2 separate regions of the Gossypium hirsutum genome follow, and region 2 is linked to region 1. A link is a contact called in public Hi-C data. All regions are on one chromosome and are shown on one strand. The core of a region is the stretch at or near the end of the contact, and the rest is flanking DNA. Distances in the headings are between cores, read along the strand shown.

Region 1 (7,798 bases), core at 1,518-4,017:
ACCGACAATACTCCAAAAATGGCTATAGTTGGGGTCACATTATTACAAAGGAATAAAGGAAAGAAAGTGGTTTAAGGCAACAAGAAGTAGACCTTTTTGACAAAGATGCAATCAAAGGCCAAAATTGTAGTAAAATGTGGAACCAAACACCAGTTTTGTCTGAGTAACAAAAGCAAAAGAAAATATGTAACAAGTCTATTCGTGCGCGTTACAATCGATGTAAATTGGACCCTACGAAAGGTCTGGTCATGAGCCACGAGGGTGAGGCTGAGGCTGAGGCTGAGGCAGTCCCCAAATCCAATAGTAAACACCTTCAGCTCACCTGTGACCATCATGGGGGCATCTATTTCTTCCCCCCCCCCCAATTTGTTTCCCAATCAATGGCCCATGTTCGAGAGTTCCATTTGTTAAGAAATGTGGCTTGTTTCCATTCCATATCCAAAGTAATTACAGGCGGCCAACCAGTTAACATCTGACAAATAAAACCTACAACATGTGCCCTGTAAAACCCTAAAAGATATTATAAATGGTTTCAACCTTCAACACTAGCACCAATCCTGATCTTGCACAATGATTCTAATATCAGAAACCCTGGTGGTTACTACATGGGTTTCGAATCGATTGTCAATCACAGTGACTGCCAAGCAATCATGGTCGATGCCCTTGTAATAAAGCTTGTGTTTCACACCTTTGAAATACTTAAAACTCCAAAAGGGAGGGGCATTGAGTTTTATATGAGTGTAGTTCAAGAGTTAGGTGTTGTAAAAAATTGATTCTTTCTTTCTTTCCTCCACCAATCAAACACAGTTAAGATGAAGCCAAGTTCAGGTTCGATTTATTGACTTTAAAAAAGAAAAATATTTTCTAACAAACTAAAACTTGGAAGAGTAAGGCGTTAAAAAGGGAAAAAGAGGATGAGTTTGGAGGGTGGTCGATTTCGAAAAGGAATATAATATCCTGACAGGGCCTCAATGGATCATCTTTTGCTGCTTACGCTAACTCTGATCACCACATTTATTTATTTATTATTACAAGTTACTAATTATTATATATAAGTTCCACATGCTTAATTCCAGATTCCTCATGATCTTTATATAAAGTTGAACCAAATTTTAAAGCCATATATCCCATCCGGTGGTTTTCCATGGATTTCACGTTTAAACAAACAACTCAAATCTCATACATCATAAAAAGTACTTATTACATCTTCCATGTCTATATATTTACTAATTTGATAAATTAAAGGTTGAATATTTTACTGCTACACTAACAACTTAATTAAGGGATCCTTTTTCATGATAGCAACATTGTATCAATAATCAAGCAGGACCGCTTCTCTATTCTGGTGCCATGCCTAGCCTGTTACATTGCTCATAGCTGCTGTTGCTTCATAATTTTAGTATGCAAAAATTAGTTTCAGTTTTCCACCAAGTTATGAATATAAATATAAATCACACTAAAAAATTTATTAATTAATGTGTTGCAAATTTAATCACTTACAATGATTTGTATTTATATTTTTTTATTGTAATCTAAATTCAAATCACAATTTCTTCACCATAAGTTTTCATAAGAGTTTTCAAATGCCTCCAAGGACAATTCTTTTTTTCCCAACAATGTCAAAATAGAAAAAGATTAAATCCATTTAATAGGGGAAGAGTAAAAAAAAAAAAGTAAAGAGAGAAGAAGTAGATAAGGAAAATAAAGATATAAAAGGGAAAAAAATCAAATTATTCAAAAAGAAAAAAAAAAGTATACGGGTTAGCTTTACAATAACACTTAGGTCTTATTTTTCATTGCATTTCAAATTAGCTTTTGGAGAAAAAACCACTTTTGATTCCGTGAGTGACGAAGAACAATGTGAGGTTAGAATCAAAAATGTTTTTCAAACTAGCTTTTAGACTCAACCTCCGTTTTTAGCTTTTGAATGTAAAATTATCAAAATATCCTCATTTATTTCATCAAATTTTTATTTATTTTACAACTAAATAAATCCATAACAATCAAATACCTTTTTTAATCTTTAACTTAACATTTAGCAACGAACATGTAAATTATTTGTGTATATTTTATGTATTAATATATTAAATTATTAAAATATCATTTAATTTATTTTTTACTTCCCAACATTATGTTTAAAATGAGTATTTGAAATTGTTACAGCATTTTTTTATAACAACAAAAACCACGTACATACCTTTTAAAAACATAATACACTTGTTAAAAATATATTTTAATTCAAATAATAATGAAGAATTAATTTTTAAAATTTTAATTTAAAATGAAAATATAACGTAAATTTATTGTTACATCGTTAATAAAATTTAATGAAAAAGAAATATTGTAATTTTTTAAGTTGGGATGTCCGAATCTCTTTTCATTAACAAAGTTACTTTTTAGTTATAGAAAATGAAAATATTAAAAAAGTTGAAGTAAAAAATATGATTATGTCTGGAAAATGATTAAATGGTGAATCTTCCTACAGTTATTTTAATTGAACAGTGGGTTACCAGTTTGACTGCATTATAACCAGTTTGACTGTTTAATTAGTAGTAATTGATTATTTTACATTCCGTAATAAACTGAAAGTGGAAGTAGGGGTCCTTCGGTCATTGAGTTTTGTCTTTTCCTTTGTTTGTCTTCTACGTAACGATCCACTTTCCGCCACGTGGATTCCAATACAAATAGTCATTTGGAAGCCGTAATTCCCGAATTGAAATGACTGTAATATCCCGAATTGAAATCGCGGGAAACCACGCTAGCCGACAATGGCGAGGGAGAGAGTGACAGCGTGGACGGAGGCAACACGCGGCTAATGTATGTCCAAGTGGCAGAAAGGTTGAAAAGGAAATGGGGAAATTATTGGAATCATAGGATTAGTCACGTCCCAATGACTTACTCATTATTTTAATATTATTTAATAAAACAACACAATTAAGATGTTCAAGCTCATATCCGAGTTTTACTTGCTCAAATAATTTATTTTACTATTTTTTTATAATTAAAATTAAATAAAAACATGTTTTAATTTATTTAATTTAAATTTGGGCTGATTAGTTAGAGAATAAAACATCTTTTTCCAAGCTCAAACCAACTAAGCCACTTGGCCATGAATATAGTTTTTTTAAAACAATTTAAAGATATTTATAGTTAAAAATTATAAAAGTAAATTGTTAATTAAAATTTAAAATTCTTAAATATCTATAATAGTTTTTTTTTTCTAAGGAAGAAGATGCCTTTAATGTTTATTATTATTGTAATTTTGATTTGATTTTTTTCCAAATTTGCATAATTGGTGTTGATGACTAATGATACCAAAGACGGCCAACAAAATTATAGTTATATTGATGACTATTATTTTCTTTTAAAATTTTAAGTATATTATATTTTTTTATAAGAGTATATATAAATTTAATCTAATTTTTATTTGTAACAATTAACATTAAGTGTTTTTTGTTATGAAAAACAAAACAATTAGAATAAACCCAGTCAATGAATAGCAGTACTATGGATGACTACAATTTTCTTTTACGTATATTATTTAGTTCTTTTATATGTATATTTTTAATTATAATTAGTTCATATGTATGTTTATAAAATGAATAAGAAAGTGAGGGAAAAGGTGGAAAAGGAACCGACACATTTCACGACGCCTCCCCCTCCCCATACCAAAGGTTAATAAAACATTAAAAAAAAAATTAAAAGAGTCAAAAAGTATGTATGCTTTATGATTGAATTTTCTATTTCTACAAAATAAATTTATTTTCTTATTTTCATATTCATATTCATAATGCAACAACATATCATTTCCTATGAAAATCTCATATACAAAATAATTACAATGTGTATACATAAATTTTACTATTAGTCCATGTACTTTACAAAAAATTTAGATTTAATTTTTATACTTTAATTTGGTATTTTTAGTTTCTCTACTTTTAAAATTTTAATCTTCAAAAAATAATAATTGTTAAATTTATTAAGTTCTGTTATTTTAAAAATATGATGCAGAAAATATATTATCATATATATAGTGTAATATAATGTTAACTTATTATTTTCATATGTTACTCACGAAAATACATTAACAATTGATATTTGTGTCAAATAAAATTTTAAAATTCAAAAATCATATAAAAATATTCTAATAGTAGAACCCTTCACACTTTTGCACATAACATGTCTTCACCATGCCAAGAATAAATAAAGGCCAACCATAGGACCAAAAGAGGATACAGAGGGTATTTTCTCGTCAAGGAGCTTCTTTCCTTAATCTCCATTTTTAGTCTATTTTTTTCTTCAGTTTATGCTCTTGCTCTCTCTATTATAAAGCCCTTGCACTGCACTGACTTAGAGTATTATAAACTATAAGTTTTAACACCTTTTAAGCTCACATAACTTAATAACTTAAGACCATCTAAACCCATTTTACCTTTTTCCTAAAAATATCTCTCAACATGAGAAAAAAATAAATAAAAATGGTATAATTAGTAATTATCTGCCAAATCTATTCATACGACTTATAACAATATTTTAACATATTTATATAGGGTGAATTAAGAGAAATTGCGGATTTTTTTTAAAATATTTAAAGGATTAGACCCTTTTTTTTTGAATATTTGTGGGATTAGGTCAATTTTTAAATCGCACTAAGCTGGATGTGTTTTCAGCGTACTTTGCAAAAAAACGCATTAAGCTAGATATGTTTTCAACATACGTTGCAAGAAACTGGACGTGCTTTACTGCTCTTTCAGCAAAACACTTCTAGTTGGACGATTTTTCCCAACAACTACCCCACAATGGGCAAATTCCAACAGCTACTTCCCCCACCCTCCCCCCCCCACCCCAACACACAATTAAAAAAAAAACCTATTTAAACTCCTCAATTCCATTTTTTTTCAATTCTCTCTCAGTTCTCTCTTAATTATCTCTCAATTCACTCAATTTTTATTAAAATTCTCTTTTTTATTTAACTTTGTATCACAAAATTTAATTATTTTTTATTTAATTCTTAATCGTCAATTATCTTATTTGTTTGGATGACAAACACATTTCAACCTTCTAATTGAAAATGGTAAGAAAATATTTATATTATTTTTAATCTAATTTAATTTCATTATTACGTTGTTACGTTGAAATTTAAAATTTTGTATTTTTTTTATAATTAGGTGGAAGATCGGATTTTGGAGACATATATTTGCAATCTATCCCCTCCTCTATCGACTTTAATCAAACCATACTTCAAAGATGCGGGATTCTTTCATGTGGTTCGTATGTTTGGGTGTATAAATTGAAAGCTACACTTGTCAACGCGTTGGTGGAAAGATGGAGACCCAAGACACACACATTTCATCTTCTATGCGGTGAGTGTACAATCACGCTGGAGGACGTATAATTACAACTTAAGTTACCAGTGGATGGGTCAGTAGTGACGGGCTCAGTTGTCACTACTAATTTGAAAGTCTTATGCAGCCAACTGTTAGGGAAGGTTCCAGACAAGATTTATGGTGGCTAGATAAACATGAATTGGTTGAAAAGAAATTTTGATGAGCACAATATGGACTTGAGTCCACTTGAAAGGGAATAATACACTTGGGCATACATCCTTAGGATAATCGAGGGTCTTCTAATGCCTGATAAATCGCGAAATCTTGTACATTTAAGGTTGCTACTACAATCAAGGACTTAAAATAAGTGGGCCAACTCAGTTGGGGATCAGCGGTGTTGGCAACATTGTACTGAGAGATGTGTCGGGCGATGCAACTACAAAAAAATTAAAACAGTAGATGCATGCTCCTATTGCAATCATGGGCATGGTATCAATTGTCATTTTTACGTCCTCAAGTTTACTATCATTATACATTCTCACTCGTAACAAAGTAAAATTCATTAGATTATATATTTACCTTAATAAAAAATTTTAAATTTTAAATTTTTTTATTAACATATTATTTCAATAGGTGGAACTATATGCTGAGTTATGTGGAACTATTAAAGGAGCTTCAAGATATACAGCTCCTGTTAGATCAACGATCGGAAGCGGAGGTTAGTATTTCTAAAAATTTTAATTATATAATATTGACACAAGGATTTAAAAATTATTAGTAAGTATATAATTGAAATTATTATTTTTTACTATAGTTTGAATGGACGCCATACTCTGATTCGAGAATTTAAGCATGTATCTCGTCTGAATTATTGGTGAATCCCAACATTTCACACGTGAAGGTGTCATTGAGAGTTTACGCTACAGTAAAAATTTACGAATTCGATCAAGTTAAGTTTGAATTTAAGCAAACAATTCCATTACCATCCCAACGCAATGGAGACCTGCACAAGATCAACTTATGAGGGAGACCCGAGGAATTAGGCTAAATTCCATTAGCAATATATCAACATTTGAGAGCATATGCACGACTTTTTGCGTAATCGCGACGCTCGTCAATTAGCTTTAGATCATCGTACTAAACCATGGCAAGTCATATTTACTATTGGGGGAGGCGAGGCATAGGCAACTTTATTCAAAGAGGCCACGATAACCATCTAGGAAACTAAGGCCTGGAGCAAGTGTTGAGGCGGGTCCATCATCGACACCAATGCAACAAGAGGCATCATCGTTCACACTACCTCCTGGTCAGTATGGCTCAACTTATTTTGGTTTAGGTTTGTTATTTGCACCATCTCCATTCCATGTTTCTACACCTTCTGCAGATATAAGGTTTTCTGTACCACCTCCGTCCCCAGCATATTACAGTCTAATGACTTTAAAGTATCTGCCGCCAACGTATCTATCGATGACATTTCCACCATATTTTACCCCACTGATGTTTGAGACACCATACACTTATACGTTGTTAGTGTTGCAAACACCTCAGGTACCATTGTTTTACCAAGGTAGATCATATTGGCAAGCACATGTTCCTAGAACTAGGGAGACACAATGGCAACGTAAGAGCACACCACACTCAACAACGAAGAAGAAATTCATCTTGCAACTGATGCCCACCCGGTTGTGGCACACATTTGGCCTAGCCAGGCCGATGATTTTTTTCGTACTTCTCATGTCAATCTTAATTGTAAAGCTAAGTTTTATTCAATCAATTTTATAGATATTAGAAACAAAATGTTTTTAAAGTGATATTGTTTTTGCATCAAAATGGATTGTCATTATTAAGCTAAGTTTTATTCGATTAATTTGTATGAATATTACAAATCTGTACGGAGTATATATATCAATATCTACAAATTACCAAAAAAAAATTGAGAATCAATGAAAAAAATCAACAAACTATTTATAAAAAAATAATAAATCAACTAACAATGTCTTATCCTCAAAGTATCCTCCAAGTGTGAACATGATAGCCTTGCATGCCTTAGGTTCCTACAATAACCGCATAACCTTGGTTGGTTTGTCCTCTCCTGAATATCCATATTGCTTCATATTTGAGTTGAATTCAGTTGAAATTTTGGGTGGTGATGCAATGTATATTTCAATAACAACTTGAATGGAGTGCTCAATACCTGTGGGAATTCCTTATTCCACACATTATACATGAGTTGTAATGACCTATAAGTAAGGGGTGTCGAGAAACATACTTTTGGGACCTCGCCTTCACGGACCGGGCTCATAAATATTTTAATATTATATTTTTAGGAGTTACTTTAAAAGTGAATTGGATGTTAGTTAGATCATTTTTAATTATTAGGGTTTAAATTAAGTACAAGGACTAAATTAAGTATGTGATAGAAGTAATGGTTAATATTAAATTGCAAGGTTAAACAAGAGTAAAGGACTTAT
Region 2 (7,798 bases), core at 2,064-4,563, 68 kb before region 1:
ACCTGGGTATGGTGTTCTTTCCTTCCTAACGTTATACAAAAGAGTTAAATTTTAATTTTGATTTTTTTATTATATTTAAATTGAAGATTTAATTTTTAATTAGTTTAAATAGTTGTTTTTATTAATTTTTTTATTAAAAGGTTATGTTATTATATATAATTTGAATACTAAGAGAATTGGTGGGTGACACATGACCTTTTATGTCTTTCGGGTTTGCCTTATTCTTCTTTTTTTTCTTTTATATTATAAGACAATTGTCAAATTTTAATTTTGACCCCTATATTATTTTAAAACTTGATATTTAATCTATATATTTTAATTCTTAATATAAATTGATCCATCTATTTTTGTAATACCTAAATAGTTAATATTGTTAACTATTTCAATTAAAATATTGACGCCAATTTTCCATAAAAATACTATTCCCACAAAAAAATATTTTATTATGATGAGTTCTTATTTGTCTTTTTTTAAAAAAAATCTATATAAATATTTTCAATGTTATTTTTATTGTTCATTACAAACAAGTGAATTTTTTTTTAAAATTTCAAAATATCATATCAATAAATTCAACAGAATAATTTTAACACGGGTAACAATTAAATTTTAATTTTTAAATTTAAAATACTAAATTCTTGAATATAAAAATAAAGGACTAAATTTTAAATGTAAGTGTAATATAAAAAATTATAATATTATATATTAACATTTAAATTTTCACTTTATAATTTAATACAAAGTGAAGTTGGAAAGTGAGTGATGTGAAGTTTGTAGTAATAATTTGGAGAAACGTCACCTATGTAATTATTGGTTGGATTAGCATGTGCAAACGAATTAAACCCACCTTTATGTCTCACCCAAGTTGAAAACTATAAGGGCTACCTGTTCCACTAATTGCATGTTATGTAGCTCTCTCTTTTTCTTTAATTATATATATATATTTACTAATATTGATCATCAACCTAATTCACATCACCGTTGTCCCAGGCCTTCATGCTGGAATTAATCATTTAAGAAATAGGGATTCTACTCTCTTTCATAGAAATATTGACACTTGTCATCACATCTTTATTTTATGTTTTCCTTTATTAAATCCAAAATCCTCCTCTATAATATTCTATAATCATATTACACATATATCTATTAATTTATTCCATAAAAAAAATATGTTGTTTTATTTATTGAGTCTACAAGTTTAGAAAGATTTTTAATTATTCATAATTTTTTTTTAAATAGAAGAATAAATACACCTTAACGCGTTTAAATCTATGTTCTCCTTCTTTGATAACGATATCAACGCCAATCAAACTAAAATTCAGTTGGCATATTTAAAAAAAATTTGTGAATATAAACGAAGTTATACTAGACCACATAAGAAACTATAAAATGAAGGAGAGATGTGATGTAGTGAAGTAGTCAAGGGTTTAACGCGCACCACAAAAACCTTATTTGAAATGCCCTCCAAATTCAGGCACCATTACCATTTGCCAGGCTAGGGCTTGGGGGCTCACTTCATATGTTATGCACCAAATATTGAAACCAAAACAGACTGATATGTACCAATCTTTGTAGCCAATGAACCCCACATGATTGAGTACCTCTACATCTTCTATTTACTGTGATATTTTTCTTTGACTGATATGCCAAAAAACAAAAGGAAATACAAGCAACAAGAAGCTAAAAAACAAAAGCAAATCAAGACAGATCCGAAACAATGGATTGAATCACAATATTATAGAGGTTGAAGACCCCATTTTCAAAATTTAGATGCAATGCAAGACTTGAACGATACTTCATGGCCATCTTTATTCTTTGGTTTTCGGGATAAAATAATGACAATGGTAACCCAGTTACTAAGAAAGAATTGTTGCCAAACTTATATGGTTGTTACAATGTTTTCAAAGCAAAAGATGGATGCTACTAATCAAATATGAATGTGATTTTGATAAACTAGCAAACAATCACCATCTTGTCCTCACTATTTGAAAGGACTTCTGAAAATATTATTCGGAAGCTAAATCAGATTAATTTAAATATCTAACAACTAGTCATTGCTTTATTTAATCTTCACAAACATACGGCTGTTTATCATTAATTGGTTAGGTTACATAATTACAAGCAAGTTTTAACCATTTCTGGTGGTTTCCAAGTCATATTAAAGTACAAAAGTGCTATCTAAAAATGCATAAAAAAAATATAAATTTGAATGTATTGAAGTATATTATCAAAATAATTTATAGCTATTCATATTTCATCTCTTTTCAAATCCAATATCTATTTAATTCCAACTTTATTTCATTTGAACGAACCAAAGCCTTTTATACAACATTCGGACCCATATGTTTGAAACAATGTTGGTTGGGTTTATTTGCATTTCAAGGAACAGGATAATATGAAAAGAAAACATATATCCATACACCTAATTCAATAATATTGAAACCATGTGCTACAAAAGCAAAAAAGAAGAAATAAATGAATGCTCTATTCTTGTAATTGTACCCAGAAAAGAAATTATTTTCAACTTTCTTTCTTAGAGAGAGATAAGGCATTGTGTTGAGGGAATAAAAATGGGAATAGCACATGCATGTAATCTAATTTTTTAAGAACACAAATCTTACAAATTATATAATAATGACATTTGGTATACCAAATTTAAGGTTCTTTGCCAACAAATTATTTCAGAAACACAAGCATATGCATGGGCCTCCATTCGTCTTTGGAGGAGTGGAATATGCTAAGCAATGGCTTTTCTCACCACATGGGTTGGGGATGCTGCAATTATTAATCTTTGGGTTTTGGTCAAAGGGGTCCCCCTGCATTCTATCTGTCTTTAGCAGCTTTTGTTTGCCTCTGTGTTTTGCATGGAAGGAAAATCCCAATGACAATAAATACATTAGACTAAAAAGTCAGCAAATAAGTGAAGACTTTTCCTATATAAATTAAATATAATTCCTGCTTTTATCTATAATTCTCCAACACTTAAATCTCAAACTGGTAGAGATGACTAAAACATGATGCTTTGTGTTTTTACTGCCATTTTTATGGAAAAATGTTTATTGTAGAAAGAACATAAAAGGAAAAATAAAACCCTGCCATGTGCAGGTTAAGTACCATATTTGAACCCATCAACCTTCGTGAATCATATACTTTAGCACTTACTCAAAGATGGGAATCTAATTTAGATTCATTTTATAATAACTTTTTTCTTTTTGGTTTAGAAAAGCTAGTTTTATCTGGAACCCTTGAGCAATAATTTAATGCAATGAGTAACAAGGCTTGGTTGCTAAGCAAATTAGGTACAGCTTTATTTTTGCTTTAATGGCCAAAACTGCATACTCATCACCTTCTTCTGTTATGAAAAAGCATTTTTCATTTGGTTTTAATTCAAAGATTAATTATGTTTTCACCTTAAGAGCAGCCTCCAAAATCAACTAACAATCAAACAAAGAAGCAGACGCCATAACCGCATCAATATCTCACAAACTTTTTTGCATTAAAAACCCCAACTTCCCTCTTAAGAGAATTAAACATCATGAATTTCCTTCTCTTTCACTCTCTGTTTGCTTTATTTTTTAAAAAATTTCTGTCATAGAAATTTCCTTTTTTCTTTTGTTTGCATGCAAATGCAGCCTGGTATGAAAGCTGTTTGAAGTTTGAAGTAAGAAAAAGAGTTGAACTTGTGCTGTAATTCTGTGTGTGCAGAAAGGATATTCAATTTTGTTTCTTTAGCTCTGCATTTGGAATTTGAGGGAAATATCAAAACATTCCTTGAAACACCCTTCAATCCCAAGGTAAAAACTTCTTATTTCTCAAACTATTTTAATTTTAATTTCTTTTTCTTTTATATTAAATTCAAAAGATTCTGTTTTTAAATAGTGTGAGAATCTGACTTTGACAGTCTGTAATTAGAGACCATCTTGGAACAATCCAAAGTCTTGTGTCTTAGAACAGTCCAAAGTCTTGTATTAATTAAAAACTCTAATTAAGTAGTCTGGCCGAATGGCTGTTGACTTAAAGAATTATTGTAGCCGGTGATAAAGGGCACAATTTCTTTTCACCAATAATTTGTGTTTACATTGACAAGGGGCGGTGTGGTTTCTGGGTTAAGACAAGTTACTGAAGAAAAACAAATGTTGGGTGAATTTAGCACTAACCCATGATTAGTTTGTTGATTTCGGACAATGATGTTGGGTGGTCCTTATACCAACAGAAGCTTCATTGTCAAACCGTTTGAATTAGTGATAGGGAGCTTAAGTAAAGAAGCAAGCGTTGCTGATGTTTTGATGGTATTATTTGTAGCAATTTGAATTTTGGTGAGTGCAGTTGAGAGATGGGGATGGATGGTGGAGAAGAGCAAATGCAAGAGCCAGCAGGCTGCAAGGAAAGAATTTTCGTTTCGGTTCGTTTACGCCCTCTCAATTACAAGGAAATAGCTAGGCACGATGTATCAGACTGGGAATGCATCAATGATAACACAATTATATACCGGAACAGCCTTTCGGTTTCCGAGAGATCAATGTACCCAACTGCCTATACTTTTGGTAAGAGTTCAGATTTCAGTTCTTGTATGTTTGATTGCATTCCTCAGTCTATCATTTATTGGCATTTTTATCATGTATGGAGATGAGACCAGCATTTTCTAATAGTGATACTCTTTTCATTTCATGGGTCGTCTGCCGATTTTAGACCGAGTTTTTAGCCCTGATTGCCCCAACCAGCAAGTGTATGAAGCAGGAGCAAAGGCAGTTGCTATTTCAGTTGTCAGTGGTATAAACTGTGAGTGCATCTCTTTTTAGACTCCCCATACCTTCCTGATCTCCTCTCTCAATTCTTTAACATTTAACTATTTTTCAGCGAGTGTTTTTGCCTATGGACAAACAAGCAGCGGAAAGACATATACGATGATTGGAATTACCGAGTATGCCATGACAGATATATATGACTACATACAAAGGGTAATGAAGATGCAACAGTTTTGTTGCTCACTCCTAGTTTTTCTTTTCCATTGTGTGTCTCCCTTTGACTAAAAACAAACTGTACTTTTTCTGTAGCACAAGGAAAGAGAGTTTATCCTGAAGTTCTCAGCTATGGAGATTTATAATGAATCTGTCAGAGACCTCCTTAGTGCAGACAGCACTCCCCTTAGGCTTCTAGATGATCCAGAAGTGAGTTCAGTCATTTGTTTGTAAGGAACTAGTTATCTTATGGACTATCTCACTAACAGAGCTAATTTGATAGAGAGGGACCGTTGTTGAGAAACTCACCGAAGAAACACTGCAGGACTGGAATCATTTTAAACAGCTTCTATCTGTGTGTGAAGGTAACAAATTGTCTCAACCAGTCTCCCTTTAACTCGCTCATGACTGTATTTTTAAGCATGTCTTGGTGCACATCGGCAGCTCAAAGACAGATAGGCGAGACTTCTTTGAACGAGACAAGCTCTAGATCACATCAAATTTTGAGAGTGGTAATGTTGTCTGTTTCATTGCGAAACTTCAAGATATTGTTCACTTGACAATGATTATATTCTATTTTAGTTATTAATCTTTATTCATGTGGTTATGTCACTCATCAGATGATAGAAAGTTCTGCACGAGAATTTTTAGGCAATGGAAAATCAAGTACCCTTGCAGCCACTGTGGTATGAACAATATATACTTTTCAGTCAAGGATTTGTTGTTACAACAGATATTGGGAAAGAAACTTATGTTCTCATTCTTTTATTGTCTAGAATTTTGTTGATCTTGCAGGAAGTGAGCGTGCATCTCAGACATTATCAGCTGGTGCTAGGCTGAAAGAAGGTTGCCATATAAATCGCAGTTTATTAACGCTTGGAACTGTTATCCGTAAGCTGAGGTTAGCTTATTAAAATTTTGTATATATTATATATTGAACCAAGTAATCATTACCATATTGTCTTATAAACTTATATTTGACTGCAGCAAGGGAAGAAATGGGCATATTCCGTTCAGAGATTCAAAGCTGACCCGTATACTTCAGTCTTCCTTAGGAGGCAATGCTAGAACTGCTATCATTTGTACCATGAGTCCAGCAAGAAGTCATGTTGAACAATCGAGAAACACCCTCTTATTTGCAAGTTGTGCTAAAGAAGTGACTACCAATGCACAAGTCAATGTGGTCATGTCGGATAAAGCATTAGTGAAACAACTGCAAAGAGAATTGGCTAGACTAGAGAACGAGCTGAGAAGTGCAAGAACAACTTCGATTTCCTCTGATTCTGCTGCATTGCTAAGAGAGAAAGACCTCGAGATTGAAAAGGTTCAAGTTGCATTGTTCTTCAGTCTCTTGCATCACTCATTGAATAGTTTTAGAAGCCTGGCTGGTGGATATTTCTTACAAAATAGTTTTTAGCTGGCAAAATTTCAAATTCATCCTTATTTCAAGAATATAGATAAAATAATGAATTATTCACTTTACCTGCATGCTTCATGCAGCTAAAGAAAGATGTGGCCACACTGAAACAGCAAAGAGAACTTGCTAGGTCTGAGGTTGAGAATCTGCGACAAGCGGTAACCAATGAAAGTCCTGAAGATGAAAAACCAGTGAAAATATGGGTTTGTGTGAATTACTACAGCATTTGATGCTTCTTTTAAGTTCACTTCTACATACAAAGTTTAACTTCTAGTTCTACATGTCCTCCTCCATCAGGCAGGTCCAGATCCTCATTACCCTAAACTGAGACTGCAAAATTCGTGGGACTTTGAACATTCAACCATTGGTACACCTGTCATGGCCGTTGGTGCTAGATCCTTCACCCCTTCAGATAGACAAAGCTGCAGTTCTGAAGAGAGCTTCCTCCAGCTTTCTGACTTTAAATTGAATATACCACATCCCAGTTCCTCTCCGCAGCTATCACCTAAAATTCCTGATTTTGTTGGAAGCAATATGCCCCAGGAGGAGAATGATGAACTTGTTGATGAAAATTCAGAGGCACTTTGCAAGGAAGTTCGATGCATTGACTCGGGAAGGTCAAGTATGAATAGATATTCAGACTCAAATTTGTCAGAATCTAGCCCAAAGAACTACCAAAACTATAATAGGTCATCTCTAAGAGAAAACAGAGCTATTTCCGGATTGATGGATGTTGGCAATGAAAATAGATCAAAGCGACAATCCGTGTCACTCCAATTGAAAAGCAGTAACAACCACCCAGATATTGCTTTTCCATCTCCTGAAAAATCATGTTTATGGCAGCTAAAAGAAGAAATATCTAGCTGTAGAAGCTTGAAATTAACTAGGAGTATAAGTTGTAAAGCGAGTCTAATGACCAGTTTGACCTCCCAATGGATTGAAAGGCTAGGACAGGATGAGAGCACACCTCCCATGGGGGATGAGAAAGATTTCTCTGGAAGACCAGATAGTTTGCGGGGAGAACTTCCTGCATTGAAGTATGATCTTCAGAACGAGAGGTTGTCTAGAAATGGATCTCATAGTTCTTCAACTAGTGCTACTGAATACAAGCTTGATGCCCCGATAGCAAAAAATAAATCTCAAAGTTCTGGCATTGAGCATATGCCTCCGGTTGTCCCAACTCCAGAGGATCAGAATAATACTGTTTTCTCTACTTCAATGGGAGGAACAGAAAAAATGTGTGATCCTAAGTATGAGAAGCAACTTTCGGATCATGCGGTCAGTGTTTCATCTTTTTAATCAACCGTCATTAATTGCATAATTAAAACAAGAGATCCATGCTAAATAGTAGCCATCTTTTATATGCATCAGAATTGCATTCTAAATATGATATTGTTCATGCATGACAGGTACAGGTCACAGAGCC

What was found. Hi-C and Micro-C count contacts between places; a contact is called where the count stands out from the background.
Region 2: a contact with region 1 is called in a Hi-C map of leaf, with 1.6 times the contacts expected there. The contact joins the promoter of LOC107926927 here to the enhancer-like site in region 1. A contact is called at or near these places in 6 of 34 Hi-C or Micro-C datasets (anther, leaf and petal).

The regions. Positions count from the first base shown.
Region 1 is chrA12:14,094,685-14,102,482 of Gossypium_hirsutum_v2.1, reverse strand. No RefSeq gene overlaps it. Among protein-coding and RNA genes, the nearest start is that of LOC107939041, 33 kb to the left of the region's middle. Within about 2 kb of position 2,767, at least 3 of the 9 cell types and tissues checked have an H3K27ac peak or open chromatin away from gene starts, as enhancers often do. A contact at or near this core is called in leaf, where this site is marked.
Region 2 is chrA12:14,162,841-14,170,638 of Gossypium_hirsutum_v2.1, reverse strand. It overlaps LOC107926927 (kinesin-like protein KIN-7H), which reads left to right and starts at 3,313. Exons shown (of 14, transcript XM_041083993.1): 1 at 3,313-3,791; 2 at 4,300-4,541; 3 at 4,687-4,776; 4 at 4,855-4,955; 5 at 5,052-5,165; 6 at 5,239-5,320; 7 at 5,400-5,467; 8 at 5,576-5,641; 9 at 5,732-5,856; 10 at 5,943-6,279; 11 at 6,456-6,575; 12 at 6,670-7,650; 13 at 7,782-7,798. The coding sequence starts at 4,331.